Linked DNA regions of Triticum aestivum: region 1 is linked to region 2. Evidence: chromatin contacts called from public Hi-C data. All regions are on one chromosome and are shown on one strand. The core of a region is the stretch at or near the end of the contact, and the rest is flanking DNA. Distances in the headings are between cores, read along the strand shown.

Evidence for each region. Hi-C and Micro-C count contacts between places; a contact is called where the count stands out from the background.
Region 1: a Hi-C map of leaf shows a contact between it and region 2, with 2.6 times the contacts expected there. The contact joins the promoter of LOC123070247 here to the promoter of LOC123070245 in region 2. A contact is called at or near these places in 3 of 5 Hi-C or Micro-C datasets (all in leaf).

The regions. Positions count from the first base shown.
Region 1 is chr3B:438,870,153-438,877,127 of IWGSC CS RefSeq v2.1, forward strand. LOC123070247 (cytosolic isocitrate dehydrogenase [NADP]) reads right to left here and starts at 1,681. Exons shown (of 15, transcript XM_044493345.1): 1 at 1,395-1,681; 2 at 699-742; 3 at 484-593; 4 at 71-108. The coding sequence starts at 1,569.
Region 2 is chr3B:438,660,052-438,666,554 of IWGSC CS RefSeq v2.1, forward strand. LOC123070245 (membrane-bound transcription factor site-2 protease homolog) reads right to left here and starts at 4,132. Exons shown (of 10, transcript XM_044493342.1): 1 at 3,909-4,132; 2 at 3,662-3,727; 3 at 3,062-3,128; 4 at 2,355-2,429; 5 at 2,182-2,285; 6 at 1,852-1,999; 7 at 908-988; 8 at 372-833; 9 at 1-228. The coding sequence starts at 4,009. It overlaps LOC123070246 (actin-related protein 2/3 complex subunit 2A), which reads left to right and starts at 4,190. Exons shown (of 10, transcript XM_044493343.1): 1 at 4,190-4,512; 2 at 4,596-4,662; 3 at 5,048-5,255; 4 at 5,959-6,128; 5 at 6,331-6,408. The coding sequence starts at 4,451.

The DNA.
Region 1 (6,975 bases), core at 431-2,930, 210 kb after region 2:
CAAATAGTGCTAGTGCTTCAACAATACGAAGAACAAATAATTGAGCTGCATAAGCTTGAGTGAAATATACCTGGAGTAATAGTTGCACATTTAATAGCCACATTGTACCTGAAAATAACATTGGATTAGAACAGCACTATAGGACAACAAAGTCATAAGAATATGCTAAAGTTATATATGGTCAAATACTTCTGACAAAACTAGCTAGTTTCAAAGATATGAAAATGATACAACTAATCAACAAGATTAGTGAAAAGATATCTCCCTTGCTGTTAATAATATTTGAATAATTAAGAACATCAATCATAGTACTCAAAATTCGTAGGGAAATATACAGCAACAGAACTACTAATGATTAAAAAACAGGACAAACAAATTGCAGGCTACATAAATTTCTTGAAATGGTGTGGTCACAGCAGTCATATTTTTACTTGAACCCAAGCATAATATCAGCACAAACTCAAATTATTCAAAACTCCTTACTTGAGAGTAGCCTCTGCAGCCTCCACTGTAACCTTGTCATCAGTTGCATCGCGGTGTAGAACTCCCAAGTCAAAGTACTTAATGTCCAAGTCCAAAAATGGGAAGATAAGCTGAAACAAACGAAAAATCAGCCTGGCAGCATATGGAAAACAAGAACCACACACACACAATGGCCCAAGCGGACAGATTTGTCAGAGCTGTTGCTTATTGATTACCTTGTCCTTGATAGACTGCCAGAATACTCTGGTCATCTCATCGCCTATAGGTTAAAAAACAAGATATCAGCATGACAGTGGACTAACAAATCAATTGATTACATAAGATAAAAAAAATAGAAATATTACTATTATTTTGTGAACAAATTTATTGCTTACACTGAAAGTTCGACATCATTTTTTTTTCTAAAAAAGCTAGCTACCCAATTCAACATGCGATGCAGACATGAAGCACTGGCTACGATTGGACCCAAAGCGCGAAGCAATCGTATCAAAAAACACTTTAAGGTTATGGTTTCTGAATATAGATTTCAAAAACGAGATCCAGTAGTTACACGTGAGACAGAACTATTTCACCAGCAGAGTGCGTCCAACCCTGCACCTTCCCACTGCCAATAGACAACCATGATCGTACCCAAGGTGTCATGCATGTGCAATTATCTCGCCATCTACGTTCTAAATCCGATCTCTGGCACCACGGCGGCGATACAACTACGGAGATAGATCAGAGACACCTGAGCCCAGCAGTTATTAGAGATAAAAACGGGAGCAGAACGACAGCTAGATCTCTCAGATCTCGCGGCATCGGCCCGACCAGAATACAAAATTCAGCACAGGCATCGTTTATATCGGCAAGGGAACGGCGGAGATAGATCTGCCGGGGGAGTGGGAGTGGGAGTGGGAGGGGGGTCTGACCGTCCATCTCGACGATGGGGTTGGCGACCTTGATCTTCTCGAACGCCATGGCGGCCGCGGCGGACGCTGATTGCCTCGGAGGTCGGGAGCGGATCGGGGCAGGTTGGTGGGGGAGGCGGCGGCTGTGGTGGCACGGGGAGGTGAGAGAACGGAGTGAGTAACTTTGCCAGCGCATTTAAAGACCAGGCCGGAGGGGGCGAGTGGGGCCCGTCTGCGGTAGGGATATTTTAGAAAAACATTTAAATCTGCCTCACTCCGGCCGATAGGATCGGATCAGACTGCGCGTGGGGATGGGGGTGGGGTGTTTGGACTTTGGATGGTGCGTGCGGGTGTTGGGACTTTGGGACCTCCGTGGCCAAGGAGTTTTTGGCTTGCAAGTGTTTGAAGAGTCCGAGTTTTTTTTAGCACTGCTATGCACACAACATTGTGTGCATGATGTCAACCTGGTGGAAGAGCTCATTGATCAGGAGAATGGTGATTGCGATAGAGTGAAAGTTGAGGCAAATTTTGTGCCACCTCATACAGATGATCAGGAGAATGGTGATTGGGATAGAGTGAAAATTGAGGCAAATTTTGTGCCACCTGATACAGAGGCGATATGTAGAGTTACTGTGGGGCATATGCCGGAGGACTTCTCGGCCTAGAAGCATGATAAATTGGGAAATTTCTCTGTTCGGTCTGCATACAAAGCTCTATTGCAGTTGAAGAGACAAAATGAGAGTGCATCCACCTCCATAACTGCTCCTATTAGTCATTGGCAGAAGTTGTGGAAAATCCCAATGCCGCCTAAAGTTTGTAATTTCTGAGGGAGGGTTACTCACAAATTTGTGCCATGTCGTTCGGGTCTGCAGAAGCGTCATATTGAGAAGATATCATTTTGCGAGGATTGCGGAGTGGAGAAACATGCATTGTTCTCTTGTACATGGGCCAAGGTTTTTGGTCTGAACTAAAGCGTTTCCTTCCGGTCAGAATTCATGTTCTTCATCTAGACTCTTGAGCTATTGATATTGTTAACAACAAGGAAGTTCCAGAATCACTTGCTGCCATTATCTTAGTTGGGTGCTGGACAGTCTGGATAGAATGGAACAATAGGAGACATGGGGAACGATGTCGTTCCATTCAGGCTTTTGTCAAATGGGGAATTGATACTATTCATGATCTTGCTACATTGGAAGGAGTGAAGAAGCACCGAATGCCGAGAGAGAATACGAGCTGGTACCGCCAGAGGAAAGCTTTATCAAGGTGAATGTTGATGCCAGCTATTTAGGAAACTTGGCTCATGGAGGCACAGGAGTGGTGATTCGAAACCACAATGGTGAGTTAATCCGAGCTCGGCTATATGGTGCCGGTACGCGCAAAATGCAAGGTTCATGGAAGCCTTGGCGGTTCGGGATGGTATCCATTTAGCAATGGATCTTGGCTTCCGCAAGGTTATCCTCGAGAATGATGCGTAGGAGGTTGTCCGGATGATCAATGTTGCAGCTTTTGAGAGGGCAGATATTGCTTCCATTTGTTATGAGGTCCAGGAGGTGAGCTCCGGTTTTGATTCCTTCGTTCTCGTGCATGTAAACTGGGAAGCAAACATAGTTGTGCATAGATGCGCCAGGCAGGCTAGTGAAGATCGTAGAAGATGTTTATGGGTTAACTATGTACCCTCTTTTCTTCTAGGTTAAATTCAACCTCTCTGTAATTCTCCTGTTTAAGTAGTAAAGCATGTGTTTCGTAAAAAAAATGATTCCTGCACGACACCATATAGTAGTCCGTTCATGCATGTATCAAAGTGCGGCATACGCTTGGTTGACCATAGTGCAGACATGCATTGTCCGCACAACAATTTTCATTTTTTACCGTAATTCGAAGAGTTCGAGTTTCTTCGATAACAAGTAAAAAATGCTAACGATATTCAATGAACATTCGCTATGTATGGGTTTGCGAACGTTTTTCACGGTATTTTATGTTGCGGGAACATGGCAAATTTCTTTAAGCGAACACGGCAAATTTCAAGCAAATTCCTTTTGTTTGCATAATCGGCCATGCGTTTTTGAAGAAATTCTCGTGTGCGTTTGAAGAACTTGCCATGAAAAACGTTCGCAAATGCCATGCTCCCCAAGAAAAAATAGAGTTTAATTTTTGTTCTTGTTATCTTGAGGCTTTAGGTTTGATGAGTGTGTGGCTCAGTCCATTTTTAACCGGACCTTATGTTTCCCTTTTGTCCGACGCATAGGCTGGACAAGGCCCGGACACAAAAACGTTCTTCAATCGGTCCCTCGACTTCCAGCCCGAAAGTATGGGTTGTCCAGCATTCTTCAAATCCAGCCCAAATTTGGGACAATTTAGGATCGCTCCTATGCGTTTATCATGTCGAGCTCATGGTCTGAACCCATAAAAAAATCTAGCGGTCTGTCGCACAGCTCATCAGTTTGCCCACCCGCATTCATGGTATGGTGCAGCATGTCACCCTTGCCGAGCTCGCCATCGACCCCACCCTCATCGCGAAGAACCGTGCCATCCCTGGGTCCATCTAGTCCAAGCGTATGGTGACAACATACCGCTGCGAGATTCGCCTATGTGACGTAAAGCGAGAGCAAGTCTTTACGGTGGACCCCCGACAACAAGGAGATGCCCGATATTCACCTCGCCATCGACGACCAAGAGGCCCATAGCTGCGACAAAAGGGTCATGGAGCTCTTCAACGAGGAGTAGCGGAGTTTGTAGTTTGTTTAATACTTCAATTGCAATTTTGCTTATGTATGTAGTTTGTAGTTCCTTTTTATACCTCCATGTATAAACTACGTAAATCTATGGTGCATGTTTTCATACAGACTGAAGGTTTGGAAAAAACGGAGTGGTTGCCTTGGCGGATAAATGTGGATCGGCCGACTCCTGTCTAAGGACACATATACATAGACATATAATCGTAAAAGGCTTTAGCCTCGCTTTATATATAAAGCAATACGATCGAATTGATACAAAGTGACGAAGGAACCCTCTTACAAAGCAGATCAAAGAGAAACATAAGAACATGAGTAGCCAGACCCCAACAAGAAGCGCCCAAGACTAATAACTACATGAGCAACCACGCCTCTAGAAGAAACCATCGAACATCGTGCAACAAACACACTAAGTTGTCACCAGAGAGGGCCATCTGCCCTCTCGCTTCGGGCCACGGAGCGCCGATCCTGCGAGTGGGCAACGAGGATTAACAACGATGTCAATGAAGTCAAAAGATAGGATGCAACTGAGACCATCCTGCACCAGAGCCGAAAGGACTTCGAGCTAGGATCAAAGCTTGCCCGTCGATGACAACGCGCCATGACCAGATAGAACTTGAACTCCACGACGCCTCCCCTAGGAGGGTGACGATGCAAGGTGACCCCATCACCAAGACCAAAGGTATGATCAAGGATTTACACTCGCGGGGAGAGGGGCCTCAACGATGCCACCAACAGGGACATGACACCCACAAACATCGTTGCCGACAACGCCAGAGCCCGGAAAGTTGAGCTTTCACCCAAAGGCTCATCCACACCACATCAAGGTACCATGGTCATCGTGTGCGCGGATACATCTGCTACATCTTGAGCTTGCGTTGGTTTTCCTTGAAGAGGAAAGGGTGATGCAGCAATAGTAGCGTAAATATTTCCCTTAGTTTTTGAGAACCAAGGTATCAATCCAGTAGGAGGCTCTCAAAAGTCCCACACACCTACACAAACAAACAAGAACTCGCAACCAACGCAATAAAGGGGTTGTCAATCCCTTCACGGTCACTTGCGAAAGTGAGATCTGGTAGAGATAATATGATAAGATAAATATATTTTTGGTATTTTATGATATAGATTGGAAAAGTAAAGATGCAAATAAAAGTGGATTGAAAGCTTATATGATAAAAGATAGACCCGGGGGCCATAGGTTTCACTAGTGGCTTCTCTCAAAATAGCATAAGTATTACGGTGGGTGAACAAATTACTGTTGAGCAATTGATAAAAAAGCGAATAATTATGAGATTATCTAGGCATGATTATGTATATAGGCATCACGTCCGTGACAAGTAGACCGACTCCTGCCTGCATCTACTACTATTACTCCACACATCGACCGCTATCCAGCATGTATCTAGAGTATTAAGTTCATAAAGAACAGAGTAACGCATTAAGAAAGATGACATGATGTAGAGGGATAAACTCATGCAATATGATATAAACCCCATCTTTTTATCCTCGATGGCAACAATACAATACATGCCTTGCCGCCCCTGCTGTCACTGGAAAAGGACACCGCAAGATTGAACTCAAAGCTAAGCACTTCTCCCATTGCAAGAAAGATCAATCTAGTAGGCCAAACCAAACTGATAATTCGAAGAGGCTTGCAAAGATAACTTAATCACACATAAAAGAATTCAGAGGAGATTCAAATATTTCTCATAGATAAACTTGATCATAAACCCACAATTCATCGGATCTCGACAAACACATCGCAAAAAGAGTTACATCAAAAAGATCTCCAAGAAGATCAAGGAGAACATGGTATTGAGATCCAATGAGAGAGAAGAAGCCATCTAGCTAATAACTATGGACCCGAAGGTTTGTGGTAAACTACTCACAACTCATCGGAGAGGCTATGGTGTTGATGTAGAAGCCCTCCATGGTTGATTCCCCCTCCGGCGGAGCGCCGGCGAAGGCTCCAAGATGGGATCTCACGGATACAGAAGGTTACGATGGTGGAAATATTTTTTCGTGGTCGGCTCTGATGTTCTCGGGGTACGTGGGTATATATAGGAGGAAGAAGTAGGTAGGTGGACGCCCGAGGAGCCCACGAGATAGGGGGGCACACCCAGTAGGGGGGCGCGCCCTGTCGTGGGAACGACTCCGACAGTAAGAGAGGGGTAGGATAACGGAGCATGATCTATCGAGATACATATGGGTGACACGGTGGTTTTACCGAGTTCGGGCCTCTCACGGTGGAGATAACAACCCTACGTCTCGTGCTCCGGAGAGGCTTTGTTTTATCTGAGTATATATCCAGAGATTACAATGTGTGTGTGAGAGAGAGGAACGGATCCCCATGCCTGAGCTAAGTCCTGAGACTAATGGTGAAGAGAGAGAGAGGTGGAAGAAAAGAACCCCCTAAGTCTAGTGGTGGGGGTGGCTTATATAGAGTGCGCCACCCCTCACCTCCTATGTTACAAAGTGGAGTATCAATGCCATAATACCTGGCCACTACAAAACCGTCATGCTGACTATTGGTCTTCGCATATCCGAGTGAGTTACCCGGCCGAGTGGAATGAGCTCGTCGAGTGGAGTGTCGTGCTCCGACTGGTTGTTGCCGTCCGAGTGACTTTCAAGTTGTGGTACATCTGGACGGCGATCTGGCCCAGGGACCCAGTACAAAGTGTACGGTGTCCATGGGTAGGGTCTTTAGGTCAGGCCTGTTACCCTACCCCCAATACATGTCCTCGTCATTAGCCCCCGAATCGGTCGAGGTTGAGCGGGTCGAGTCGAGGCGAGTTCCCAGATAAGTGCCTTGACGGATTCCAGTCTGCATGGTGCCCGAGTGAAATGAGCTCAAACGGGTCCGCGGAGGA
Region 2 (6,503 bases), core at 2,882-5,381:
CCATCGGGGCCTGTAGGGGGATAACTTAACAGAACTTGCTGTCGATGACAGATCACCAACATAAACAAAAGTTCCCCCACAGGGACTCGGACCGAAGTTATCATTTGTAGCATGTGATGACGATAAATTTCCTTCTTTCTGTAAACACTCCAAAGAATATGGCCTGGTGTAGGAGATCTCTATCCATGAAAACCCAGGGGTAAGAACAGGTACCAAGCAGTACTCCTCCTGCCAGCATTAATAAAAATCACAGTTGGTAAATCATACAAAAAGGATTACTGTTACTACAAGGGAAAAATTCCTCAAGATTATGCATGAAGGCTCCAAATTCATTATGATATTGTAGTAATAACTCGCAACAAAAATCTTACCTCCAAACAGGTACAGTTACTGTCATCATCTTCTGTACCCCGCCATCCATTTCCACATTTTTTTAGTTTAACTACGTCTTTTGCAATCAAGCAATACAAGTCCTCAGTTTGTTTCTTGTCACTTACTTTGTCAGTCCCGGGAAAATACGCAGAGCCATTACAGGAAAATTTCCCAAACACTATCAGTTCATCTGGGCAAGATAGCTTGTCATTTATCTGCCAGAGATTCTTGCTTGCATCCATCCATGAGTTGGGGACACAATAACCTTTGCCAGAATTAGTAACACCATAGCTCTGAGAACCACCAAGAAACTCATGACTACTAGTTTTCTCTACAGTGCCTTGAGCCAGCATTTTCATCCAATCGTCAGTTTTTCTTATGTTCAGACCATCCACAGACAGGATAACATCATGAACAGACAATGACCTTGACAGAGAAGATGATTGTGAGACTCCCATGACCTGTTATGCAGCCATTTAGAATCGCAAGATTGCGGAGATAAAAAATGATGAGAAGTGAAAGGAAACAGACTTACAATAAGGCCATCACCACTCACGTAGAGAGGACAGAGGACCAAAGGAAGTAATAATGCCATCAGCACACATGCTGCACAAAACTATTTAACATGAAATCATAACAGCTACATCATTACGAGGCTTATGAAAATATTGCAGAAATGGTACTTCTAAAATATGGTAAGGTATACAAGTATACAATTAAAAACCTCCATGGTGCCACATCTAAGATTGGAAGTGTTGTTACAAAGCTTACAATCCAGTACACCTTGACCTGTATCATCATATACTTAAATGCTCATGGACCAAAGGAAGCTTACAATCCAGTACACCTTGACCTGTCAACTATCATTATTATACAAGCAATTATTGTTATCCGGTTCATACTTCATATCTCTCAGGCCCTGGTTAATCATAAAGTATACCAAGAAATGTATGGTAAAACAACCTAGTAAAGATCAATATCAGCTATCAGATGTCTCGGTCAAGGACAATTTTCCCAATGGTTTACTATAGACATATACGCGCTGATATATTCCACAACAAATTTGTAGGGATAAATCTATTTATTACCAGTATGAGGATATTAGTGCATGATTACCCACTGTAGGATACTAAATTTCCAATATCTGTTGGGCAATCGTCTAACTGAGGCATCCAATTGTATCTTATGCCAATCAACATAAAGCTAATTGTTCTTAGTTCTTGTTTGATGTCCTCGTTACTGCAAGAATACTAGATATATGTGCTTCTCTTTATCTGAGCACCAAGGGTCACTACAACTTAGTATGGCATACCACAGATATTGAAAATAGATGTTTGCAGCAAGAATACAAGTTACATGTGATTCTTTTTATCTGAGCACCAAGGGTCTCTATAATTTAGCATGGCATACCACACATATTGAAAATAGATGTTTGCGGCAAGACTTTGAAATTAATTCATGCAAATCAGGATAACTTACTATAACATTATGCCAAATTCCCGCGCAATATATCCGAAGCATTGAAAAGAGGGGTAGATTCTCAAGCAGGTCATAGTTCAGAGCAACTAATGCCCCAGGAAAAAGTACAGCCATGAATATTGCAACATATTCCATCTGTACACCCTCGCTGTTGCATATTGAGCAATGAACATACCAGCAATTCAATAGTGTGCCAAAAAAACCATTAGTAGGTGGAAGTAATATTACGAAACAACACTCTGAGTTTTAGAGTATCAAAGAACGGAAGATACATTTAAGCACAGGCAACACATCTCACAAAAAAGGTGCACGGGCAGATGAGGGATAGACCTTGCAGCTGCAATAGCATGTCCAAATTCATGAAAAGCAATAGATAAGATTGTTGATGCTATGATGATTGAGGTGTCCATTATTGATCCGCTGAAGCTGGGAGCCTACAATGAGTGAAATGCGTGCTGAGTGGTTGATTTGAAAAATTGAAAGAACGAAGCATGTCTCCTCACCAGTATATTTGGTAACCAGGCGCTAATGGATCCGCGTCTAAAATATAATGCACCAATTGGATCCCACAATAGCAACTGAAAATTGCAACAGAACAATATAACGATCCAAAATTGAATAGAAATGGTATGTTAACTACCTACTGTAGCCATCTCAGGAACCAATGAACTAGGAAGATACAGATTAACAGCATTAATGGATTTATTAATATAGGCAACAATTTCAATATTTTTGTGATGGCTACTAGAGCTGCAATGAAATCTTTGTGTGGAAAAGGCAGGCCATGAAGGTGGAAAACCAGAAACCAACTCCCTTTTGGCGGATGAAGAAGACAAAGCATTTTTCTATGATTTTCTGAATAGGATCTGGATTATCGGAGGCGCCAATTTCAGCTCTATTCACACACTTATGTGAATGTTAGTTACCATAAATAGCCGTTAAATATTCAGGGAACTGAGTGAAAAATCTCAGTGCCCTATCTGCTCTCTGAAGTAGGTATCAAGATAAAAAGGTCACATACAGATGAATATATCACATAATCAGCAAGTATCATATATTTTTCAAGTCAAAAATAAAATTATTTAAGCAGCAACATGGCATGATATTGTGAGATTCATGACACAGAGGTATACTATCGAACTTTGGAACAAACATAATAATCAGAACAACTACATTTCATTATTTGCCATAATAATGAGAGTTAACTTACCAAAGATATACCAACTAAAGCAACAAGAGAGAAATAAACTCCTAAGGAAAACCATGCTCTGGTGTATCTGCCAAAAAATAATTAACTCGGTATGACTTTAAGTACAATCAATGACTAAGCTCTAAATTGTGAGTAACAAGGGAAATTATGTGATCTTCATAGTAAGATGGCTCTTATCAGAATATTCTTCTCAGCCAACAAAATAAGTACATCGTATATGCTTAAGTTTTCCAGAGAAAAATAGGAATTAAACATTGCTATCAGGTGCTAAATTTGTCACCAACCTTTAGCATGCCAGATCTGCCAGAATATATTTTAACTTTTGGTGTGGTGTGTGGATAACATTATTCCAAAATGACTTGATGTGTCGTAATAACTGTTTATCTACACATGTGGATAGCATGGGTGTGTCGTAAGATAGATATATGATTCAAGCCATGCAAAAGAAATGTCGCAAACAGATACAACGACTTGACTTGGTTAATGTAAATGGTACTTATCTTTGTACAGATGCCAAGGAAAATCAGAGCTACGTGGAATTTGCACAAATGAGAAAAAGGGCAGAATTATAAAAACTTCAAAGGGTAAGATAAAGCATACCTAGCATGTTTCCACCCCAAATTGAATATCATGTCATTGAAGACATAAATTTTGCAGTCACAATACCTGAAGTTCGCATAGGCACAATAAGTGAACATAACAGCCACTTTGTGTACTAATACTAACACAAAATGACGACAACGAAACAGGAAGCTAAATCAAAGCTGATTTAGATCGAGTGGATTGGGTAAGTTTAGCTGGGGAGAAATCGGGACAGAAGAGAGAGAGGCGGTGTGGATTGACCTACCAGCAGGAGACGGAGCTCTCAGTGCGGCTCACGGCAGGGCCCGAGGGCAGGGTCGCCGACGCACGCCCGCGCCGCCTGCTGCGTCCGCCGCCGCCGATCATTCGAGAGCGGAGAAGCACCGAGTCGTCGGCTTGGCCACCGCAGTTATTATTCAGGAAAAATAGTTGGGTGCTTAGCCCGCCGTCGGATCTACATCGGTGGGCAGATCTTGGCGGAACTCTCAGTCTCAGGCTGAGCGGCTCAGACAGTTTTTGCAAAGAAGCCCCTTCGGTTTCTCACATTTGCACCTCCGCTCCTTGTCCACTTTTCTTCTTGGCTTTCCCTTCTGCCCGTTTGTTCCCCCATTCCGAATCGCATCTCGCGGCGGCCGGCGATCCCCCCAGAAGCGAAGATCTATCGGGGTTGCGCCAGCGCCACCGCCGACGGAAGCTCCAGCGCGCGCGGCCGCACCACCGTGACGCGCCTCTTTCGCCGCGCCTTCGATCATATTTCGGTAGGGGGGATCGAGCGGGGCTGGTTCGCAGGAGAAGGGATAGGAGAGGATGATACTGCTCCAATCCCCATCCAGGTTCCTACTCCAGATCCTGAAGGATCGCGTCGTCAGGTATGTCGCTGCTCAGCCGATCTTTCTTCGTGGACCCAGAAGGTATATCGCATGTGGCTCATGCGAGAGTATTCACGCTGCAGCGGCGACAAGGGCGTGGACATCGATTGCCACACGGTGGAGTTCGACGATGTGCGGTATCATATCCAGGTGAATACTTAGTATCCTCCTGCCGAATCTGAATACCCATTTCGGTTTGCTGTCTTACGGTCATTTATTTTGTGTGTAGGGTGGGGGTAATAGTAGGAACAAATCTGAGCTAATGAAGCCGCATTCCTGCTTTCTTTTCTTTATTAAATTACCTGTCGCTGATGTTTGTGTCGTTAGTACTGAAATTTTGGTGTGCTGGTGTGGGTTTCTTAGCTGTCTAACTTCTTATTATGTAAATCCTGACGTGCTGTTCTTCAAGCACTGCAATTGCAAGCTGAAATTAAAGTTAAATTTGCTAAACAGTGGAGTGCTCCCATTGCTATTGTTTGCAACCAGTGGTCAGCTTATGCTCTGTATACTGATGGACATTGGACTTCTATTGCAGTTTTCAATGAGGAATCCAAAGGTAATGGTGCTATCAGTGGCATTGCCCCTCGCACCTCCTGAGGCTATTCTGCACGACGGGCTTCCTCTTGGTGCCATTGATGCTATAAAGGCGGCTTATGGGGCAGTGGTTCAAATTCTTGATCCTCCAAAGGACTGCTTTGATCTCACAATGAAGATAAACTTAACAAAGCTTTCGACAGATGAAGGTTCTAGAGTTCCCTTTCCAAGGTTATCATTGTCTTGTCGTGCTACATGATCATTAGCTGGTGGTGTCTATCTTAGATGTTCTCCATTGGCAAAATATTACTTTTGGTGCAAGTCATGGTTGGAAACATCTTCATCTTTTTACATGTAGATGTAGATGCCCTAGAGAATAATGTTCAGTAGTATGTCAGATATGTAGTATTACACACTTGATTGCCCAGGACTCGGACACGGATGTTGTTTGCCTAGATCATGGAAGCAGTTTTCTTTTTGTGTGTGCAAATGCCTAAATGGAAGGAATGTGGAATTCGCCTTACTTAATATGGAACCTTAACTTTCCTATGGTCTTGTTTACATGAGCTCAGTAATAGGTTCTAGATATCAATTCTATCTTTCCACCGAAGTCAACTCATTTGCATTTTTAAGTTTGTGGTGTAATTTTGGTAAGAGTCTCTTGTTATAATGATGCCGAGTCTCTTTACTCATTTTTCATTGTTGGTGATTTTTTGGTGCTTCTTGGCCCAATCACACTGTTGGTTGCATGATTAATTGCTTGTTTTTTGGAACAAGGGAGTTGGTCGAAGTACAATCTGCAATTTTTTGGTTTTGGTCAAGCCTGCCCGAATCATAACATACTATTTTGTCTAGTTCATGCTCTCAATTGAAATTGACATCTAACTACCTATTGCATTTCTTATGTTCCAGAGCAGCGGAATGTTGTCTTGACACAAATTGCATCTGTGAGAGAGGTTGTGCTGGGTGCACCGCTGAAGCTTCTGCTCAGGCATCTAGCTTCAAAGACAGTGGCTCCTAACGTGGATAAGCTGGTTGCCCTTGTTCACCGTCCTAATGAATCGTTCTTCCTTGTTCCCCAGGTATGACTTTCAGATTAGACATCTCAAATCTGGGTATATTACGCTGAAACATCACCGTTTTCTGGCTACTAACTCCTGGCTGCTTTGTGATTCTGTTGGTAGACATATTTTATTATTTCAAATTATTTGTGTATTTGATTTTTGGTGTTGGTCTTAATTGTATCTTCTGCATATTCACTCGATGAAATTATTTTTTTCCCAGGCAGACAAAGTTACAGTTGTATACCCAATGAGGTTCCAGGATTCGATTGATATTGTCTTAGCAACTTCGTTTTTGCAGGTATTATGGACACTATAGCTTTTGTGGCTTCAGTTTCTTCTTTTGACCTTTTATGTTCATCTACATTAGACTGATATTTAGGCTTTCAGCACTGC